3 separate regions of the Sus scrofa genome follow, and all the other regions are linked to region 2. Evidence: chromatin contacts called from public HiChIP or PLAC-seq and promoter capture Hi-C data. All regions are on one chromosome and are shown on one strand. The core of a region is the stretch at or near the end of the contact, and the rest is flanking DNA. Distances in the headings are between cores, read along the strand shown. Region 1 holds the start of SERF2 (small EDRK-rich factor 2). Region 2 holds the start of EIF3J (eukaryotic translation initiation factor 3 subunit J). Region 3 holds the start of MFAP1 (microfibrillar-associated protein 1).

Evidence for each region. Promoter capture Hi-C pulls out the DNA fragments that hold promoters and counts their contacts. HiChIP or PLAC-seq counts read pairs in DNA pulled down with a chosen protein or histone mark.
Region 1: a promoter capture Hi-C map of liver shows a contact between it and region 2, with 4 times the contacts expected there. The contact joins the promoter of SERF2 here to the promoter of EIF3J in region 2. A contact is called at or near these places in 2 of 5 promoter capture datasets (fetal liver and liver), 3 of 47 Hi-C or Micro-C datasets (brain and skeletal muscle) and 1 of 2 datasets of contacts at active chromatin or transcription factors (skeletal muscle).
Region 3: a contact with region 2 is called in an H3K27ac HiChIP or PLAC-seq map of alveolar macrophages. The contact joins the promoter of MFAP1 here to the promoter of EIF3J in region 2. A contact is called at or near these places in 1 of 5 promoter capture datasets (fetal liver), 1 of 47 Hi-C or Micro-C datasets (brain) and 2 of 2 datasets of contacts at active chromatin or transcription factors (alveolar macrophages and skeletal muscle).

The regions. Positions count from the first base shown.
Region 1 is chr1:127,766,095-127,768,794 of Sscrofa11.1, reverse strand. It overlaps SERF2 (small EDRK-rich factor 2), which reads left to right and starts at 1,277. Exons shown (of 3, transcript NM_001190206.1): 1 at 1,277-1,345; 2 at 1,963-2,071; 3 at 2,694-2,700. The coding sequence starts at 1,339.
Region 2 is chr1:127,018,000-127,020,699 of Sscrofa11.1, reverse strand. It overlaps EIF3J (eukaryotic translation initiation factor 3 subunit J), which reads left to right and starts at 1,436. Exons shown (of 8, transcript XM_003121533.6): 1 at 1,436-1,618; 2 at 1,704-1,807. The coding sequence starts at 1,570.
Region 3 is chr1:127,740,112-127,742,811 of Sscrofa11.1, reverse strand. MFAP1 (microfibrillar-associated protein 1) reads right to left here and starts at 1,405. Exons shown (of 9, transcript XM_001928118.5): 1 at 1,126-1,405. The coding sequence starts at 1,204. It overlaps WDR76 (WD repeat-containing protein 76), which reads left to right and starts at 1,463. Exons shown (of 15, transcript XM_021096581.1): 1 at 1,463-1,565.

The DNA.
Region 1 (2,700 bases), core at 28-2,527, 750 kb before region 2:
GGCAAGCAGTAACTGATTTTAAATTTACTAAAGGAATATTAAGTTTGGGCTGTATTCTTCACTTAAAACTGATATAATTTTTTTTTTTTTTGGCCACGCCCCAGGCATGTGGAAGTTTCTTGGCCAGGGATCTAACCTGCCTGTGCCACAGCAGCTCCAAGGCAGATCCTTGAACTACTGTGCCACTAGGGGGCTTCCGAAAAATTTTAACAAGAAGTAGTAGTGATTACTTGGATATGGCAAAAATCATGAGAATTTCCTGAATGTGGTTTATTGCATGCCCATTAGCGCTACGTTGAGACAGAAGCAAGTTTGAAGTTCTAGCCTCAAGTCAGTTCTGCTATGGGCATTAGCTAGAGAAAATCACAACCAATCCCTTCCTGTGAGATTTCCTAAGCATTTCTCCTTTATCCAGTGAATTCCCCAGGATAGGTAGGGAGTCGTAGACAGATTAGCAGTGCTGGGAATGAGAATTCAGCGGGAAGTCTAATCTTCCCGCCCTATTCAACTACCAATTACAAGCCAGGTATGGCTGGTGGAGATAGTAGTAGAGAAAGCTAGAGGGAGAAATGGACATAGCATGTGCATTTCCCAATCTCTCAGTCTGTGACTTTGGAGTCCTTCAATACTTGCAAGCAACATATTTAAAGCTTCCGTGGCGATAAGAGTAGGATCAAATTTTAGGACCTACAGGATGTGGTTGCTTATTTCCATATTGGAGGAGTTTGGATGGGGGAACAATGGGGTTGGAAGGGAGTTTCTGAAGTTGCGTCTGTACGTGATTTTACAGCGTACGTGAATTCAGGTGTCCTCATGAGTGGCTCGGTAGCGGTGGGGAATCCTAACCACAGAGTTTAGCCCCAGAGTCTTGCGAAAAGAACCTGGGGGACCATTTCCGCCGCCGAGATGCCCCGCCCTCCGTCCCTCCAAGGTTTCCTATGGGCGAGTTTGTCTCCCAAACCTTCCCCGCATGAGGTCACTCTGCCAGGTCACGTGCTCAAGCCCGCGGGAGCGCCACATCGCCAGCCGCACCCCTCCACCCCCACCCTGCCCACGTGACCCGGCCTACTTTCTCCCCACCCGACCCAACGACTTGCTCGGGAAGCCCCGCCCCACGCCGTGCGCTCTGCCTACGAACCTCCGCCTCTCAGCCGTCCGGGCTCAAGCGTGGCCCGTGGCCCCACGTGTTTACTCCTGTCCAATGGGAGTCGGAGTCCGGGAGCGAAGGGGCGGGGAGGAAAAGACGACTTCTTTACGCTGCGAGAAAGGGGCGGGGCTTCCAACGTCGTTCTGAGCGAGGGGACGCAACGGAGGCAGGCCGGAGCCGCTGCCGTCGCCATGACCCGTGAGCACCGAATCCCCCTTCTCTTGCCCCTTTCTCCTCTTCACCCTGCACAAGACTGCCAAATCTCGGCACTGACCTCCTTTTGGCTTCGCCAGCGAGACCCTTCTCTGGGAGAGGTCTATAGCGACCCTCACCCTAGCAGCCCGGAAATCGACCCTTCGCCCACCGCCACTTTTTGAGAACCTTACCCCCACCGCCCCTTCAGGCAAAACCCTTCCCAGACCTTCCGTGGTGTGGGGAGAAGCCCTGTGCCCCTGTGGTGGACCCCGAGCTCCTCTACTCCAGATCTCTGCCCATCCCCCACAGAGATCCATACCACGTACACCCACCACCACCACCACCTGTCTGGGCCCCCATGCTGCAACGAAATTCGAAACTTGTCTCTAGCAGGCTTCTCGGGACTGTCGTCCCTCGATTTCCCAGTTTGACCTGCCCCGTGGCAGCTTCCGCACCCCCCCTCCCCGCCCAATCTGCAGTCTAGGCCCTGAAAAACGGTCCCGTGTCGACGCCTGGGGAATGAAGTATTGGACCCTACTGGTGTCCCGGGTCAGGGAACAGGGTTGTCGGTGTGTGGCCAGAAAGGCTCTCGCGTCTCACCTTTTACCTTTTTTCTTTAGGCGGTAACCAGCGCGAGCTCGCCCGCCAGAAGAATATGAAAAAGCAGAGCGACTCGGTTAAGGGAAAGCGCCGAGATGACGGGCTTTCTGCTGCCGCCCGCAAGCAGAGGTAGCCCCAGGGAGGGGAGGGGAGGGTGGGGTGAGACCTGGGTTAGACCAAGGGTTGTACCAGCAAAGAGAACTACCTCAGGGCTTACCATCTGGACTAGTCGTGAGGGGCAGAGTGCATTGTTTGCTCTAGGGTTTTATTCCTCTCACCTTCTAAATTGTTAGCTCACAGCCATATAGGAACGGACTGGGGCTGGTGCTTACTCTCGGTCTGATTTGTGAGTGCCCCCCGGGTCTGACCTTAAGGGCAAGGGCAGGGAACTTCACATTTCAAATGCAGTAGTGGTTATGACAGCCCAGTCCTTTTGGCCCTCCTTGCAGTTCATTTGTCCTCCCTTCTCCCAACCTTTCTCACTGGTGTTGCTGGGTGTGGTACTTGGCACAGAATAGCCTTGGGCCTGTGTGGCCAGACTTCTGACCCCTTGGGCAAAAGCCAGATAGAGACTGATTGCCTTTTGAGCCTCAGCTCTCTTCCTCTTGTTCTCCTAGGGTGGGAATATAGCAGCCACACGCTGAATTTTGTCCCATCCACTTCCATCTTATCCTTTGTGCCCTTCATCCCCCTGCATCTTGTCCTTTTTGCCCTCTGGTACCTCCCAGTGCCCCATCATCTCTACCCCCAGGGACTCG
Region 2 (2,700 bases), core at 187-2,686:
TCTTAACCCACTAGACCACAAAAGGAACTCCCCATCCTCAGATCTTCTTAAAAGGCAGATTCTGATTCTGGGCTGGGATCTAAGATTCTACATTTCTAACAAACTCCCAAGTGTGGCTGATCAGGAAAAAACTTTGAGTAACTGGGCTGCAGAATATCTTTTGGAAGACCATCTTTATAAAATGTGGTCTATTTGTAGACTCACTGAAAAAGATACATAAGAAATGGGGAACACTGGTTGCCACCAGAAAGAACATAATGGCTGATCATCCTATATACCCATTTGAATGAATGTTGTACCAAGTACGTATGTTACATATTCAAAACTAAGAAATTAAGAAAACAACAAAAACAAAAATATGTTTAACAGCTCACCTTTTAAAATCCTGAAGTGGAGCTCAGTGGCCCAAGCTAGGTGCAGCTTAGCTCATCTTAAACCCTTTAGTATTATAAATTTATCTTTTCAGCTTATCTCTGATTGCGCCATTCAGTCAGAACAGGGACCACAAGCATAAAAGGCACTGAACACATTTCACTTGGTTGGTCTTTAAAACTCTTTATCGGCCTCACTTACCCTCAGGTAGCCTTTCATATATCCTACCTCTCTTCTCTGCGGTTAATGCTATCCTTTTACACTAAACCTCACAATGCCTTTTTGTTGCAGTCATCTCACTGTGTCGAAATTTGTTTATATGTCTATACTTGAGTGAGCGAGGACAAGGCTAGAGCTTACGCTTAGCGCAGATCGAGTTCCGAAATTATTCTGCGAAAAGAATGAATAATGTATTGACTTCAGGGGGCTCACAGGAAGGAAAAATTCTTGAACATGGGGACTCCCTTCCATATCTTCGTGACTACCTGGAGGCAAACGTGCCAGGAGCTGACTGAACACCCTGACTGGGAAGACTGCCAGGAGCTTGGCCCTCTCTATTCGCTTCTTCCTGGCCGCCCCATGCACCACCGGCTTCCAGAGGGATCCCGCCTCGTTCCGCCAGCGACCGCACCCTCCTGGGGTCGGGGAGCCAGGCGACTGCCGCCACAGGCGGGCTCGGCGTTCAGAGCCCACTTCTGAGTGCCGCGTGGAGAGGCTGCGGGTTTCCTTGGGACCAGCCAGAGGCCAAGGGTGGCGATCCATGTGAACAGAAGGAGGGCGCACCCGACCGGTCCGGGCGGGTATGGGTTAGGATGGCAAGGGCAGGAGAGAGCCAAGCACCGGGAAAAGGACTGCCCTGCTAACTTCGCCGCACTTACATTTTTCTCCCCAGGGCGTAGGGTGGCTGCCTCCTAGCCTCTTCCTCTCTCCCCACCCCACTAGCAGACAGGACCACCCTGCTGGGTGCGTGGGGTACTGGACGCTCCGCCTCGCCCACCGCGTTCCACGCCCCCTTCCCGCCCGCGAGAGCATCGCCGCCGCCGCCGCCGCCAGAGGGGGAGGAGCCTGGGCCCCGGCGTTAAGTCAGCCACAGTCCCAGCCTGCCCCGCGCCGGCAAACGAGAGCAGATCCAGTGACTCACTGCCGCGCTAACTCCTCGCTCGCTGTCGCCTCACACACGCTCATACCCGGCGCGAGATGGCGGCGGCGGCGGCGGCAGCAGCGGCGGGGGACTCCGATTCTTGGGGTGAGGAGAAGTTCCGGGGGTAGGCCGGGGCTGGCGCCAGCCCCACGCCCAAGCAAGCTTTAACACAGCTCGCTCTCTTCCGTAGACGCAGACACGTTCTCCGTGGATGACCCAGTGCGGAAGGTGGGGGGCGGCGGCACCGCCGGCGGGGACCGCTGGGAAGGCGAGGACGAGGACGAGGACGTCAAGGTGGGTGCGGGTCGGGGCTCCGGCCAGCGCGGGAGCGAGCTGGCGCCGTCGCGGGCCGGGGTGCTCGCCGAGGGGCGGTCGGTCGGACGGACTCTGGGCCCAGAGGCGCCGCCCCGGCCTGCGGGCTGTGGGTCTAGGCGCAAGCGTAGGGCCTGGTGGTGCCCTGTTCCCCTCGCTCGCCGGCCCTGGGGGCCGGAGGCCGATAGCGTGGTCTCTCGGATTTCCTTGGCGAGGACGCCAGCCCCATCCCTTTGAAGGACCGCACTCCGGCCTGGATCCCACTCGCCAACTGGCGACGGGAGGTGACAGCAGAGGCTGGACCGGCCCACGTGCAAACTTCGCGGTCCGGAGCTGCTCTTCAGTGGTGAGACTGGGAAGTTGAGGATGGAGCCTCTGGCTTATCCCATATGGAAAGTCTTGCACCCCATTGCTTTTTCGAGCTCAGGTTTCCCCAGGCCAGTAACTCATTTACATCCCAAGCTTCATTTGAAGAGTTTGTTCGAGCTGTTAGAGGAGTGAAATATTATGATTTAATTTCAGCCACCTTTTTTTCCCCCCACGCAAATGAAAGAATTTTTAGCTTCCTTTCTCCCACCCTATGGTAAAAGGGTGAACTGAGTATTGAGATAGCTAGCAGTTAGTGGTCAGAAACCTGGGTAGTCCACACAGCGACCTGAAAAATGGAGAGGTTTACAGAGTGAGTTTTTAATAACCTACACACGAAAGCATAAGGAAATAATGAAGATTTGAAGGTTGGAGAAGACGAGGGAGACAGTGATTTTTTGTGTGTTTTTCCTATGCCTTATAGATTTGAACCCAACTTACTCTCGCTGTTTGTTTATGAAAACTCCTGGGGGCTCATCATAAGACTTCAGATGACATTATGACTACTG
Region 3 (2,700 bases), core at 156-2,655, 720 kb before region 2:
AACAGGAAATAAAAACTTTCAATGCTCTTACAATCCACTGTGGAGAGCAAATGGCAATAGGTAGTTAATTGATGAAGAACTTCTAGGAGTCTACCCTAAAATTCTTAAGGCAGTGCACTAAAGAATGATAACTGCAGCGCTGTGTGTAAGAGGAAAAAAAGTAACAAAACAGCTAATTGTCCCTCAGCAGGGAACAAACTCCATATAATAGACCTCATAAGCAGTTAAATTAATAAGATCTCCATGTATCCAAAGGCACTTATCAAAAAACCACAGAGTTTAAGGAAAAAAAAAAAAAAAGGCAGGTTACACAAGGATAAGTACCTTATATTTAAAAAACAGGAAAGAAGTGATATTATTTTCCAAATATCTTACTGAAAAAACTCTTGACTTTTCAGTCTGACTCCCTAAACAGGTACAGTGTTGCTTCATCCATCTGCACTCACTGGAATCAAACCTATCCTTTAAAGATCAACTTGAGTACCCCAGTCTGAAGAGATTATTCAAAGCGCTTGGTTTACATCACCTATGTAACAGTATTAGGGGTGCGAAAGACTGCACACTTGCTTAGAATAGGTCTCTTTTTGCATGAATCACGTCTACTATGAGTTCCTTAAGGTTAGGGGTACTGTCTCTGTATTAAATTTAACAAATACAGTCACTGCGTTGGTTGAAAGGGATTAAAAAGTTTAATAAGAGAGGGTTCCTGCCTTGAGGAATCTATGAGTTTATGATGCAGTAGAGAGAGATGGACACATAATTACAGTAAGAGTTATAAAAGCATAAACAGATTATGGATAACAAAACTGGGATTGTATCCCGCACAACGCCTTCCAAACAGCAAGCGTTCACTTTATTTATTACTCTAGTTTATTGGTGGAGGCCAAGGGAAGAGGATGCTTGCTGTAGGAGTGAACCGACAGGCTCTAGGAACAAGATGAGGTGGAAATAGTGTGGGTGTTTTTTTCCCTTCTAGGCAACGCGATTGGATGCGAGTTTGATGGCGAAAGAAATAGGGGGCAAGGTCTTAAGGATCGCTGGGGCTGAGGTGGTGGGCCCGGGGTCGGTTTGGAATATGCTAGGGAAACAAGTAAGATCCGACTGGAAAACAGCTCAACACAGTACCTTTCTCATTGCGAACCGGGACGGCCCCAGCCGTAGACTGAATAGGCGGTTGTTTCATGAGTGCGCTTGGGACCGACATTTTGATGGCAGCGGCGGTGATTCCAAAACTTGACTGATTCCAAACTGTGAACAGGTACAACGTCAACGAACAGAAAATCCTCCGCACCAGAGGCCACTGGACACTGCTGCGTACTGATAGAAACACCACTTACGGCTGAGCTAGAAAAACAGGAAATGTACGACTAGAGGATTGTGGGATTGTGGAGGACGTCAGGGAGCCAAAGTCCGTGGAGTCTGTTACTGCGCATGCTCATAAACTCCCTGTCGACCTTAGTCTCGCGGTATTTGGACGCCACTTCTGGCGGGAAATGGCTCTCTGGACTTTGCGGTTAAGACTCTGAGGTCCGCGGAAGACCCGAATTAAAGGTTTCGCTGATTAGGTTCGTTTGAAGCCGAGGAAAATGGCAAAGTGATGAAGAAGAAACCGAGGAGTTAGAGAAGGACAGTGTGTTCAGATTGTTGAAAGCTAAGAATTAGAGTTAAATCGAAATAGAAATCCTGCTAATAGCACCTGATTTTCTCACTTGATGAGACCGAGCGGTTTGTAGTGCGATATTTTTGGGTTACGTCAGGGCAAGTGGTGCTAATTTAGACCAGTGGCAGGAAAAAAAAATCCCCTAAACGGCTTAGAACAATGCCTGAAATCCAAACACTCTTAGGCGTTTCAGTTCTTTCCTTTCTAGAGACTGCCTATTAAAACATATTCTTGGCTGGAATGGTTGTATATGAAAGTCCATAAGTAATTATTAAGCACTTGCTGTATTTACCTCGTTTAGCTCTAAGGAGTATGGAGCATTGTTAAAAGGCTTATGTCTTCCAAATACTTGAATTTTATTTAGGAAGTCTTCAAGGGCTTTTACAGTAATATCAGAAACAATCCCAATTTACTTGCTGGGCTGTGTAAAAAACATAGGCTAATTGAAAGTCAAAACACATTCAGTGTAGAAAGGATTTTATAACTGCTGTGGTGGGGAGGGAAGGGACACATGAGCAAAGTCTTGAAGTACAGAAATTGCATGGTATATATATTAGACACTATGAAAAGTTTGATTTTATCAGTAATTTTTCATTTGAGGAGTGTGAAAGTTCCTGAAGGGCTTTGAAGGATTCGTTCTAAAATTATTTCATCTGTGTTCTAAAATTGGGCTTAGGCTGGGAGAAATACAATTGAGCAAATCTCCATTAAGGAACAATGGATGACTCAAGTAAGCCATCAAAGGAGCAATTTTGAGCTGGAAAGAAAAGGACTGTAAAAATAGAGCAAATAGAAATTTGTATTATAATTTTATCAGCTTCAAAACCGTGCTATTCAGAAGGAGTAAATCTGATGGGAAGGCAGTTAGTTGTTTCTGCTCACGGACATCTAGAGAATAGAAAAAAAAGTTTGATATGACTGTAACTCTTAAATGCAGTGCCCTAAAGTCTTACATTTGGTGCTTTTGTGATACAGAAGCTATTGAGAACTTTCTCCCAGTGTTGGGGCTTTGTAAGGTCATTACTAGAATCCTAACTGGT